2 separate regions of the Mus musculus genome follow, and region 2 is linked to region 1. Evidence: chromatin contacts called from public Hi-C data. All regions are on one chromosome and are shown on one strand. The core of a region is the stretch at or near the end of the contact, and the rest is flanking DNA. Distances in the headings are between cores, read along the strand shown.

Evidence for each region. A called contact is a pair of places that touch in the nucleus more often than the background predicts.
Region 2: a Hi-C map of the N1E-115 cell line shows a contact between it and region 1, with 5 times the contacts expected there. The contact joins two enhancer-like sites. A contact is called at or near these places in 4 of 484 Hi-C or Micro-C datasets (the HPC-7 cell line, the N1E-115 cell line, cerebellar granule neurons and 1 more) and 1 of 115 datasets of contacts at active chromatin or transcription factors (large pre-B cells).

What each region holds. Positions count from the first base shown.
Region 1 is chr15:72,203,073-72,209,178 of GRCm38.p6, reverse strand. No RefSeq gene overlaps it. Among named protein-coding and RNA genes, the nearest start is that of Gm23217, 49 kb to the left of the region's middle. Within about 2 kb of position 3,013, at least 21 of the 459 cell types and tissues checked have an H3K27ac peak or open chromatin away from gene starts, as enhancers often do. A contact at or near this core is called in the N1E-115 cell line, where this site is marked.
Region 2 is chr15:72,862,842-72,868,947 of GRCm38.p6, reverse strand. All of the region lies in intron 16 of Trappc9 (trafficking protein particle complex 9), which reads left to right. Among named protein-coding and RNA genes, the nearest start is that of Gm41343, 34 kb to the right of the region's middle. Within about 2 kb of position 3,262, at least 86 of the 459 cell types and tissues checked have an H3K27ac peak or open chromatin away from gene starts, as enhancers often do. A contact at or near this core is called in the N1E-115 cell line, where this site is marked.

The DNA of each region.
Region 1 (6,106 bases), core at 1,764-4,263:
CGCACCACGTGGGAAGGGCTGCCGTGAGATCTGAGACAGCAGTGCCTGAAAAAGACTTTTCGAGTCAGACAGGATAGAAGCAAGACGATTGCTTGCTCTTGGGTCTTGGGTCATATATATATATATATATATATAACCATATATATATGGTTTTTTTTAAAGAAGAAGTTTACTTTTCAGTACAGGTCATTCAAAATGAAGACTAATCAGCTACTGCACCCTGCGTTAAAGCACAGACCATCTCCATCGTTAGTGTCCAGAGAGGAACTGGTATTGTGAGGATGTGGCTAATGGGACTCTTGCTCTTGCATACAGGGCCCCCTATAGGTGTAAGGTTTTGATTTAGGACACAGGAAGTTAAGTAGAGAGATAATGTTGGCCTGGCCTCAGGGTATGTGCTATTTATTGGTGTTCCTGAGGAAGAGGGCAGCCCACTGGGCATACTGGCCTTCAATTTCCCTACCCAGCTTTTTCCTTGCCTCAGTGGCTGTAGTAGGGAAGACACTTTCCTTCAGATACACATGGGTACCTCTACTCCTTGTGTGTTCCCTTCCTCTTCTCTTTACTCTTGGGACCAACTCTGCAGTCATCTCAGTTTTGCTTTGTTACCACATGCAAAGCACAGGCACCCACCAATATGGTATTACCTCTGCACCCCTGCAACCAAGGCACACCCTATTCAAGTTTTCAGTACATAATTGCTGGTACTTTTCGGCCCAGGCCCCACTGCTGTTTTCCCTTGCACTTTGGTAATCTCTTCAAAGCCAGGTTTAAACCCAAGCTCTATGGAGTCTTCTCAGTTGATGATTTGGGGTGAGTCACTCTTCACTCTGGGCCTCTGCCAAATTTCCAATTTCCTCAACTTGGAGGGGAGGGCACTTTGTGCTTCATCTTTACCCAGATGAACAAATGATCTCTCCACCCCCAGCTCAGCCACGCTATGGCCTCATTGATTGGTCTTGTCCACCCTCAGCCCAGGCAGGGAGGTGGCAGGCAGCGATGACTCATCACAAGAGGGGACTTGTAATGAGCTCCTTTGCTGGACGTCACTCCAGCCCTGTTGCTATGCACTGGAGAAATTCACCAGGATGACATCTGACACCTAAAGGAATTGTTACGATTTTGGTTTTCTGTTAACAACCTGTATTTTGCTAATTATGGATGTTATTGTCCTATGTTAAACCAACACAAGGTATGAAGATGCATGATCTCTAATTCCTCCACCAATGCTCTGAAGGCATTCATGTGACTGCCTTTCAAGGACCAGGATATTGCAGATTAGAAAGTTGGCAGAGAGCCGTGTTGCTTTCTGTGGTCTGTACTGTCACCGGAGACTATGCTAAGGTCCGTGGTATGTGCTGATACTGGAGACCATGTGCAAGTCTTCGATCTGTGTTTCCATTTATGGTAAAGGGCAAGGAAGTTACTTTTACCATGGTACTGATGACTGTAGACTCAGGTAAAAGAAGGCCTATATGACAACTCCATACACTCTCAAAGGTAACAGCCTAAACAGAAAGCAATCAAAAAGAACTTTTTGTGATTAAGATGCTAAAGTGAGGCTCTTCACAATTAATGACTCTGGTATGGGGTGTGTGGGGAAGGAAATGGTTTTCTTTAAGACTCTGGCCACTGGGAGTTTGATCAGGCCCCGTGAGTATCTGACAATATAAATTGGATTTCTTTTTTCCTTCTTTCTTGGGGGTGGAGGGTGTCACAGGGGTAGAGGGGCAACAGACTGGGATATGGATATGATGGGATGCATGATGAGAAATTCTCAATAATCTATAAAAATATTATAAAAAGAGAGAGTAGAGATTTGTGGATGTGCCTCAGCACAGCCTACACAGCAAAGCAGGTGATTGCTGTTAAAGTAAGAGTGAGCCAGAAAGCCCACTGAGTCGCGTTATTGCTTTCCAAGTGAAAATGAACCTAAGATTTAGAGAAAGGGAGCAACAAGTCCAATCTCAAGGTGAGACAGCAGGGTGAGGATTCGGTCTTCCAGCTCACTCCAGAGACAAAGTGCAGTATAGAGTCTCCTGCTAGGGTCTTCATTTTCTCTCCAGAAATATGTGCTCAGGGTCCCCAAGAAGCTAGCCCCTCTGTGTTTAGCATTCACAGTCACAGGAATCCCAGGGGAAATCTGACTCAACATTTTGATGCAGACAAGATCACACTTCTCCAAAGTCCCCTGCAATCTAAGCTGGGGAACCAGTAGAGAAGAGATCGTAGGTCTAGATCGAGCTGGTGAGAAGGGTCTGCCTTTTCACGCTTTATTATTATTATTATTATTATTATTATTATTTTAAGCATGACATTTTCAGTCAGCCTATGAGTTTTGACCAATTTCCTTTTTCTCATTGGACACCAGTTAGAGTTACTTTCTATCCTCAGTAATTCCAGCCTGACCCTGGTGTGAGACTTGCATATTCAGAGACTTGCAGGATACAGGAGGTGAATATCTGAAGCATATCATGAGTATATCAGCCAGACTTGTAATTTCCATGGACTGACTGTAGACTCAGCAAGCAGCAGGTGTCTAGGTTCTGCAGCAAGATCAGTCTTGACAACAGTGCTGGCTTCTCATTCAGGTTCAAAGCTTCCTTATTTGGAAGGCCACAAGACAGAAGTATGATTGGCACCAGTGTGAATGTAGAAAAGATGGAAAGCCCAAGGCAGAGCACGCAGCAAGCCCACTGTCATGGTGGCTCTGGCTGACGTTGCTCTAGTGATTTCACTGTTCAACCTCAGAAGGATGTTTAAAGCTTGGTTATAAAAAAAATCTCAGGTGGACGCTGGGGTCATCTGTTTGATGGGTGGCTGAGTCACTCTGCTGAAGAGCACAGCGGAGGGCGGGTTCTGATGGACTATAAAACCTGTGAGTGGGAAGAGACGTGGGCTGGTTTTGTTTTTCTAAATTGCGCTGTTTCCACCAAGTTCTGTTTCCATGAATCCGAAGAGGCTTTTTCAGAGCCGGGCTTGGAGGCAGCTGCAGAACCAAGCAGCCATCTCTTTCTGGCCACACAGTGCCCTCTGGTGGCCGAGAGCCTGTGCATTGGCGGCTCCTGCATAGAGGGGATGCAGGCCAGCTTTCTAAGGCTCTCTGGGCTATTTTGCTTCTTAGTAGGGGAGCTCTGGGAGAAAAGAGCAAGGGCACAGAAAACACAGAGCAGGATAGAGCAGTGTTGCTGACTTGGGCGATTAGCTGCAGTTCCTTGCCTTTTCTCAGTTCCCTGTTAAAGTAGGTGAATGGCTGAAGTACCTCTAGAATTGTCTGATACATCTGCATTTTAAGCAACCGTTCTCTGCTACATGAATTTCCTAGAACTGAAAAAAAAGATTGTGGTTATTGTTCTTTTCATAGGTGTTAGCTAGCTGCTAAAAGTGGAAGCTCACAGATCTCTACCATCTCTGCTTTATTCCCTAGCTCAAAAGACCCAGAGCGGGGAAACAGCAAAGCAAGAAAATAATGATTTCAGTTGCTGCACTGACATTGAACGTTTAAAATTTTAAGACCTTTGAGTTGATGCACAGTAATTGTGCATATTATGGGGTATTGTGTGATGTTTTATACATGTGGGCAGAGTCTAATAAATCAGGGTAATTAGCATATCCGCCTCTAGCAGTTATCATTTCTTTGTGGAGAGAACATTAAACATTTTTTCTCGTTTGAGCTATTTTGTATTCCTCTAAACTAGTCATGCAGCGTTCTCATTACTATTCCAGGCTTGCTCTGTGGAGAGCCACGGAGTTAATAGTTCCAATAACCACACCCAATCCACAGGGCACATCAAGGACTGAATCACATAAGCAGAGTCCTCAGGGGAAAACAGGAAACTGTTGAGGTCCCGTTTACCTCAAAAGGATAGCTAGGAAAGGATACTGAGGGCGACAGTCTGATGGTACTGTACAATGCCAAGTTATTTTAAGCAAATAATGCACACAAGCATCTAGAAGTAATAAAACCACAGGCAGAAATTATTAAGGAGTTTTCAAAGAACACAAGAGATGAAAGTAGGGTAGTGGTTAGTAGACCTACCAGCCAGATGGACAATTAAGCAGCTATTTAAAATTAGAATAGGAGGCATGATGGTGGAGACAGGCAATTGTAAGACAAACCCATGGGCAGAGTGCAAAGTGGCAGGCACTCATACCTAAAGAGGATGCGCACATCACCGACAGTACCAATTTATAAAGATGACATTGAATTAGGACTGTCCTGTCTTATGCTGACACAAAAATGAAGATTTCTTTTATAAAGATCTCTACACAGTTTAAGGTTTATCTTTCTCTGTATTAAAATGCAAAGGCTCAAGCTTATTCCCGGCTGTGCAATATGAAATCAAGGTGAGGCATAGCTTCAGAAGGCCTATTTTGAGGGGCAGTTGTTTGTGCTCAGGCCTGAACTGGTGACAGAGCTCCTGAAGATTAATAGTTAGGGAAGTTTTAGCAGTCACTGGAGATGAAGTATCCAGGGTATTAGGGGGGGTTGTGCCTGCTAAGTACATAGACTTGCTGTATCCATCTTGCTGTTGGCCCAACTAACCCTTTTGAACAGCGTCCCAACAGCACCCACCCAAAAAGCGCCCCATGAGGATTATGTAGGCTAAAGGTTTAGAAAAAAAAATTGGGAAAGTTCATAGAGCCAGCTGCTTAATATCACTCCCATCATGGTAGTTGCTTTCATGCAAGAGGCTACAAGATGTCCCACAAAATTTGAATTTTAGAATAGGAGTTCTCTGTGGCTCCCTGGGAAGATGAGAGGCAAACATGGAACTGGAGAACAGAGATTTAAAAGAAAAAAAAAGCAACAAATTCTCCACCCATATTTGAGGGTGGGTGCTGGTTTTACCAACAAACCAGGGTTGTTGTTTTTTTCCCTCCAGCATCTCTACCCTAGGCACATGACAGTAAATATGACATTACACAGTCTTTATATTTTCATTTCACACCCATGACACTGAAAAGAAGAATCCAGCAAGCAAATGAACATAGCCTTCTGAGTCCGCCGACTGGGCAACAAACAGTACCAGAAACTGCATAGCCATGAGTCTGTTGTCTTTTATCTTTTGTTTCACTCTTCACCAGGCCCATAAAGCTAGCAGAGGACGAGTGGGCTGAAGAACCTCTGAGTGGAAAATGTAGCCAGAGCTGCGCTCTGTCCCCAGAGAGCTTCTTTCCTGTGGGCTCTCAGGATGCTGTAAAGCAGAACAGCAGCATCGCAGTGCAGCTTGCATGGTGTTTGAGTATTCCACGGCTGAGGACAGAGGTTTTAACAGGAAGACATATAAATGGCTCACCAAGCAAATGAGAAAAACAGTAGGGGAAAGGCCATGCAAGGCCCAAATCAGCTAATGCTGTGTAGGCAATAGATACTGTCAATCAACTGAGGACATATGCCCCTGTCCCTCAGATCTCAGACAAGTATGGCTCTGAATACATTTACTCTAATTCAAATGTGATTGCTAATAATGTCAACCTAACAGGATTTGTAATACCCTAAGAGACAAGCCTTTGGGTAGGTCTCCTTTGGGTTTACTGGAGTGGGAAGACCTCCCCTGGATGTGGATCCTACCATCCCATGGCCTGAGATCCCAGACTGGAAAGGGGAAAGTTAGCTAAGTAAGAGAATTCACCTCTCCCTACTTTCTAACTGTAGATATAATGTGCCCTCCTGTCTCTCCCACCTTGTTGGGAATAACCCGTCCCTTGTTTTGGTCAGGTGTTTCACCACTTCAGAGAGAAGAGTGATGATACACCAAGTCCAAAGTGACAGAAGTTTCCTTGTCTGATTCCCAAGTCTCATTCACTATCTCCAAGTCAGAGGAAAGGTGGCAGCATGCTTACCATTTGTGGCTATTGCTGCCAGTGGCCAAGTAAACTTTCAGAAGCTGAAAGGTTCAAGGGTAACACTGGCATCAGCTGTATGGTAGCAACTTGAGAAGCACTGGGCACCCTCTTTGTTTCCATTGCCCACAATGGTCAGAGGTTTACACTTTACTCAGGTGCCTTTATTTCAACTGATGAGGTTGTATCAGAAAAGCAAAAGCCATTTATATTCCAGAAGTAACATGGGTTGCACTGGTATTTATTGAATATGTAGAGT
Region 2 (6,106 bases), core at 2,013-4,512, 660 kb before region 1:
TTTTCTTCATTAGGACCAAGTTCTGTTCACTGCTGTGTACCTGTGTCTTAGCTAGCTCTTGGCCTTACTAGATGTTTAGTAAATGATTATTAAGTTACAACCCGGGTTTTAAAGGCCACACGGTTCCTCAGGAAGACAGATGTGAATAGACCAGCAGTAGAGCTGAGCATAGCATGTGCGCCTTTGTGGAGCACTGGAAAACTCAGCTTTTAAAAAGTAACAGTAATAGTTTTTAATAGTGGACCATAGCTATGCTTGGAAAATAGTTATTGGATATAAGTCAAAACCATGGTGTGAGACCTGTATATCCACTAAGGTACCTGTGAAAGAAAACCCTAGAAGGTAACATGTGTTAGCAAAGACATGGAGAAATGGGGATTTGTAACTCCTTGGAAGTTAAACATGGAGTTACCACGTGATCCCGCCATTCTGCTTTCAGGCCTAGACTCTCACACAGAGCTGAAAACACACAACCACACACGTCCACAGCACCATTGCTCACAGTGCTGACTGGGGATGCAGCTCGGTGTCCATCAGCTGACTAGTGGAGCAGTGAGCTGTGGAATAGACCGGACTGCATTGTCTTATTCAGTCACAAGAGGGAACAACGTGCTGCGAGACGTTGCAACCTGGGTGAGCCCTGAGCTCCTTGACAGGAGCAGGTCAGGTGAAGAGTTTGACTCTCCAAGTTAAATCTTCTGACTATGCAGATCCACAGAAACTGGGGAGCTGTGTAGGCCACAGGGCCTGGCTGGGGATCCAGGAGCAGTTGCCTAGTAGATAAGCACTTTCCTTTTGGGGTGAAAGGTTGGTGAGCGGCAGAGGTTGCACCCTACCATGAACATACTTAGTGCCACTGAATTTTCCATTTGAACATAGTTAGTTTTATGTCATCTTCACCTTCAATAGCAGCAAAAAATATTGAAAATTATAAATCATCAGATACTTGGCGATTAGACATCTCTTTTCCTTCTACCTGTCTGACATCACTGAGCCTGCTGCCTCCTGGATGACCACCTGGCTTTCTTTCCTTCTTTTATGCATGGGCCTAGTCCCTCCTTCCTTCCTTGTTCCCAGGGTCCTGGGTCACCTGCTCCCAGGTTCATTTTGAACAGGTCCCTCCTGTGAACCCTTCTCTTCAGTTTTTGTTTTTTTTTCCTTTCTATTCCTAGCTCTGTACCATGACTGGGGATATAATCCCAGGGAGTTCATACGTCAAGGAGGAAAGACTCTTACATTGACATTCTGATTTTTCACCTCACAGACTGAGAGGAAGGATATGTTTGCAGCAGGAAGCTTTCTTGTAAGTGCTAATTAAAAGCTGGGGTCATTGTCCTTGCTATGGGTATCTGCTGGCCCCCTCAGGAATGGAGCCATTAGCCTGAAGCACACTCGGGGGTTCATTCTGGTCTGTGCTCTATCTTGTCTACTAGACAACAAGATGGGGACTCATCACTTGAGGTTTCTGTTCTAACCACGCTGGTCCCCAGTCAGCATGCATGAGTGAAGGTGGCTTTCACAATGGAGACCCATGGTGTGTCCACCAAGACTTCCAGGGAAGAGCGAGCCTACGCTGCAGGCACTGGGGTTGCACAGAGAAGCAACCAAAACAAGATAAGCTGCAGAAGGGGAGTGGTCTGGTCAGATGCTGTGGTGGTGAGCACTGGTCCAGGAGAAGCAGGAGACGCGGTACGAGGCTACGGCAGTGGACGACAAGGGCATCAGGGGAGCAGAGAACGCAGTTTCCAGGCAGGTCACTTTTGTGGATGCTGAAGCTGTTACCAAAGGTCACGTTAACTCAGGAAATTCTTTCCACTCCCCAGACTTTGCTTTCCTCATCCGTCAGATGAGAATAGTAGAAGCGTTCATGCCCAGACTTGAAGCACTGGAGACTACTTCCAGCACTCAGTTCATACTGTACTCACACTTACAATGTGACCTGAAGGCTGCCACCAGGGCCAGACTGACGGAGGCTTTGTAGTCTTCACGCCCCAGAATTACGGTTGCACTTACAGCAGACTGCAGGGAGGAGACTGGAACCTGCTGTTGGGAAAGCTGAGACAAGACATGAACTTGAACTTTGTGCTTGGAATGGTTTGGAGTGGGGCAGAAGAAGGTTGTGGCAATGTGATTGACAGGTCTTAGGGACCATTAGGCCAAGGCAGGGGAGATTCTGTTTTCATCTGGTGGCTCTGGAGGGCGGGGCATGGTGGATGTGCTCATTCTGCAGCTGTCTGCAGCTGCCGTGCTACCCAGGCAGGTCTTAGAGGGCAGTGGCTGCTGTCTAAATGAGTGTGAGCCAGAAGTAGACATAGAACTGCTATCCTTGATAAGGGAAGTTTCCCTAAACTGAGGCAGCCACTCAAAGGAGACTCTGGAACAGGAAACGGGGCTACTGCTGCAATTTTGCTGACCCCTGTATCGGAGGACTTGCAAAGATGCTTGGGAGAGACCAAAGACGAAAAAGACATTACAGAAAGCAAAGGACAGTCCGTAGAAACAGCACAATCTAGGGAGGGGAACGTGTAAAGAGTTTGCTGAATTTACCAGTGTGGTATTTTATGACCTGACCGGGTTACTAGAAGTTTCATAGGCAAAAGACGCTTTATGTGTTGAATGGTCACCGGGATGAAGAAGCTAAGCACGAAGCAAAGCCACTCACTGAAGTTTGGTTTCGAAAGTTAGGAGAGGGGAGTTTTAGAAGTGTGTGGCTGAGTCCCCGTCGTCGCTGCTGCTTGGAGCCTCTGGCTCACGAGCCCTGCGCCCTGAGATGTGCATGTGAGGTAACTGTGCTGCCACAGACCTTGATGAGGGATATTTAAAGGGTGCGTCCTCCCTCACTTCTCCATTTGTTGTGTTCATTAAGAATTTAAGTTAGCTGCTCTGCTTTTTGTTAAGGTATTTTTAGTTTCTCAAAATTTCTTTGCACTTGTTAATTAATCCTAAAATTAATCCTACGTCCTCTTTTTTTACTCACCCCCACCCCCACCCTGCCGTAATTTCCAAGTCAGCTCTCTTTTTGCCTGTTTCTTCTTGACCCAGAGTTAATAGGTTTTTGCACCAACCTTCTCCATTCTGAGAGGTCTGAATTGGTAATTATAATCTGAGTGCCCCCTTCTCCAATCCTTGAAAGGAGATTTATTGAAGGCGGGGCCATAATGACTAACGGCAAAGCTTGGTGCATTCTGTATAGATAGCCAGACCCATCTGGTTTTCAGGACTCAGACAAGTCCCTTGGGGTTGACTTTCATTTAAGCATTTGCTGTCCCCGCATCCTGCCGCCCACATCCTTCCTGCCGTTTCCCCCCCAGCAAAGCCACCGCTCATTTGGTGCTTGATTTGGTGCTAAAATGGCATCCGATGAGGCTTAGAGTCTGCAGGGTGGTAGAGAGGCAGCAACACCCAGAGGGTCTGACACCCACGAGCTGGGGCTGCTTCCTCTCCACTGTGGGCACTGGAAGAGAGTGGAGCCATCAGCCCAAGCTAGGAAGGCAGCCACTGTGAGACAGGCCACTCCTTTGTGCTGTAAGGAGACACTCAGGCAAATCTGAGTAAGACATGATGATTCTGTGTGAAGATGTTATAGTGAAACCCATGATTTTGTATGTTAACTAAAAATATTTTAAGAGTTGGATAAAATTCTGGAGACATTGTGGTTACAATACCCATAATACCAGATTTACCCATCACCACATTTAAGTGTGCAGCCAAGTGGCATGAAATGGTCATACTGCACTGTGGGTGCCATTGCTGTCTCTTGCAGAACTCCATTATATTAAACACCCTCCCCATTTAATTATTTTGTAATGATAGTGCACTACAATGTAGCCTCTGATTCTTACTCATTCATTAAATATTCATTGACTGCCTACCTATTAAGGACTGGACTTAGCTCTGGGAATGCAAATCAAGTGAGTTAGGGACTATCTTTAAGGAACTGAGACTCTGGCAAGGAGTACAGCAGTGAAGATTCACTACCAGCCTCTGTCAGGGTTCTTGGGACAGCACAGAAGCAGAGCAGCTGGTCCCCTGGGGAGCCCAGAGGAGCCATGTGACTGGGGATCAGATGCATGTATAGAGAGGTGCAGTGGGCCATGGCTGTCTCTGCAGGGTTCATTTGATTTTTCTTAACACAGGAAACTGGAAATTTGCACTGTTGTGTTTCCTCTGGATCCTGCTGGTCCAGTACAGCGCCGTGTGGTACAAGTGTGTGTCTAACGAGAGAGGTTGCAGCTCACTGCAGATAGGTGGTGTTGTGGCCTAGCTGCTATCCTTGTGGTGTGCATAGGATTGGGGTGTGGCTCAGTCCAGAGAAGGCACATCACCCAACGCCTTTACCTCAGATTCGAGGATGCCAGGCTTAGATGTCAGGAAGGCCTTCTAGGCTCTGTGTGTGTGGTTGCTGTGACCATCATGGCAGCCTATCCCATGATGTGTGCACTGTTTCTGTGTTTCTTCGTGCTTCCTCTCCTCCTCTCTCTGTCCTTCTGAGGCTTAACCTTGCCCGGTTCAGATCGCTGTGTCTAGTGTGGCTATATATGGCCCCACTGAATGATGTTGCATTTCGGACAGTGAGGACCCGAGAGCAGATTGCCTACTGCTCTTTAGCCTTGTCATCTAAGGCAAGCCACGTGATCTCTTTGCGCTACAGCTTCTGTGGGTCAGGACCAGATCGGATTTCCCTCGCTGCTGTGTAAGCAGAGGTAGCATATGCAAAGTGCCTAAGCTCTGGCTTAGTTCTGAGGGGAGGACAGAGTTGTTCAGGTTCATGCTTTGCTTGAGATACAAGGTTCCTGCACTGTGCAGCTGGTCAGCCATTAGCCAGGAGATAAGCCATCGGCACCTCTGCTCCTCAGCTTCCTCCTCTATGAGTCAGGGATAGTAAGAGCTGCACCTGACAGAGCCAGGATGCTCCTCTGAGCACTGGACACACACGAAGGGACACAGTGAACACTCCACACTCAGAAAGCCACCACACAGCCTGGCATGTGTTTGGAGTCCTAGGAACATTTTCCCCCGTGGCTCTTGTTTCAGAAACTCAGGGTGGTGTGTGTCTCTGCCTGTCTGCCTCCTGAGCTTTAAACTTAGGGCAGGGGCATTGGGAACAGGGCCATCATGCTTCTGTTTACAGGCCTGTTTCCTCAGGCTTGCAGGGATGGAGGCAATGCAGCAGGCAGGTACCACACTGCACTGCAGTTCATCATCTTACCACACAGGGCTGCCTTTCCTTATAGAAAGCTCACAGAAGGTTTAGGTGTGCTGCGCACCTTCTAGAAGGCTCTCTCAAAATGAGGATAAGGTACCTGCTTTGCAGTTTCCATCCCTTTCCATGCCTTGTATTTGGCAGCCGTTGTGTTTACAGAGCGAGAATTCTAGCTTCCTCCCTTTCTGTAGCAAATGGCTTGGGTGGAATTCTGAAGAGGTCCTAGCCTCCTCTCTGAAATGCTGCTTATATATTATTCCGTATTCTTCCTCCAGGCTGAAGGTGGACATGACTCAGAGGCAGGTGGGAGGCAAGGCTTTGCAGGGGAGACACCCACAGTTCCTAATAACTCAGAGACCGACCGGTAGAATAAGGAGAAGAGGGTATAGATTTTGAAAAACAGTTCAAGAAACTTGTTGAGGTCCTTTTGCATGTAAGGCTGTTCTGGGGATTCTGCAGCTAATGACTGCAGGGTGCCCTGCCCTCCTGCCTACCTTCTAGTGAGAAGTAGCTGAGGCCTTTAAGATTTAAGCATTTTTTAATAGGGGATTTTTTTTTTTTTTTAGGTATTGGAGAACAAAAGAGAAAAGGCGGGGGGGGGGGCGACAGAGAGGGAGTCTCAGATGGCTGGGGTGGGTTACCATGCTGGGGAGATTGAGTGGTTGGGGCCTTCAGCTCCCAGACCGGCTTCAAGCTTCACAGTTCTATCCCTGAGATAGAAGCTACACAGAAGACAGAGACTGTTTGTCCACGCTGAACCGTTAGTGTTAGGATGTCACCTAGGTGATGACAGGTGATCTCAAAGTGGCTCTTCAGTGAACAAATGATTTAATGTGACAGCAGGCTGTCACCTGGCTTTCTTGAAGTATAGTTGGCTAAGCCGTGAAACCGTGAAGTCAGTCT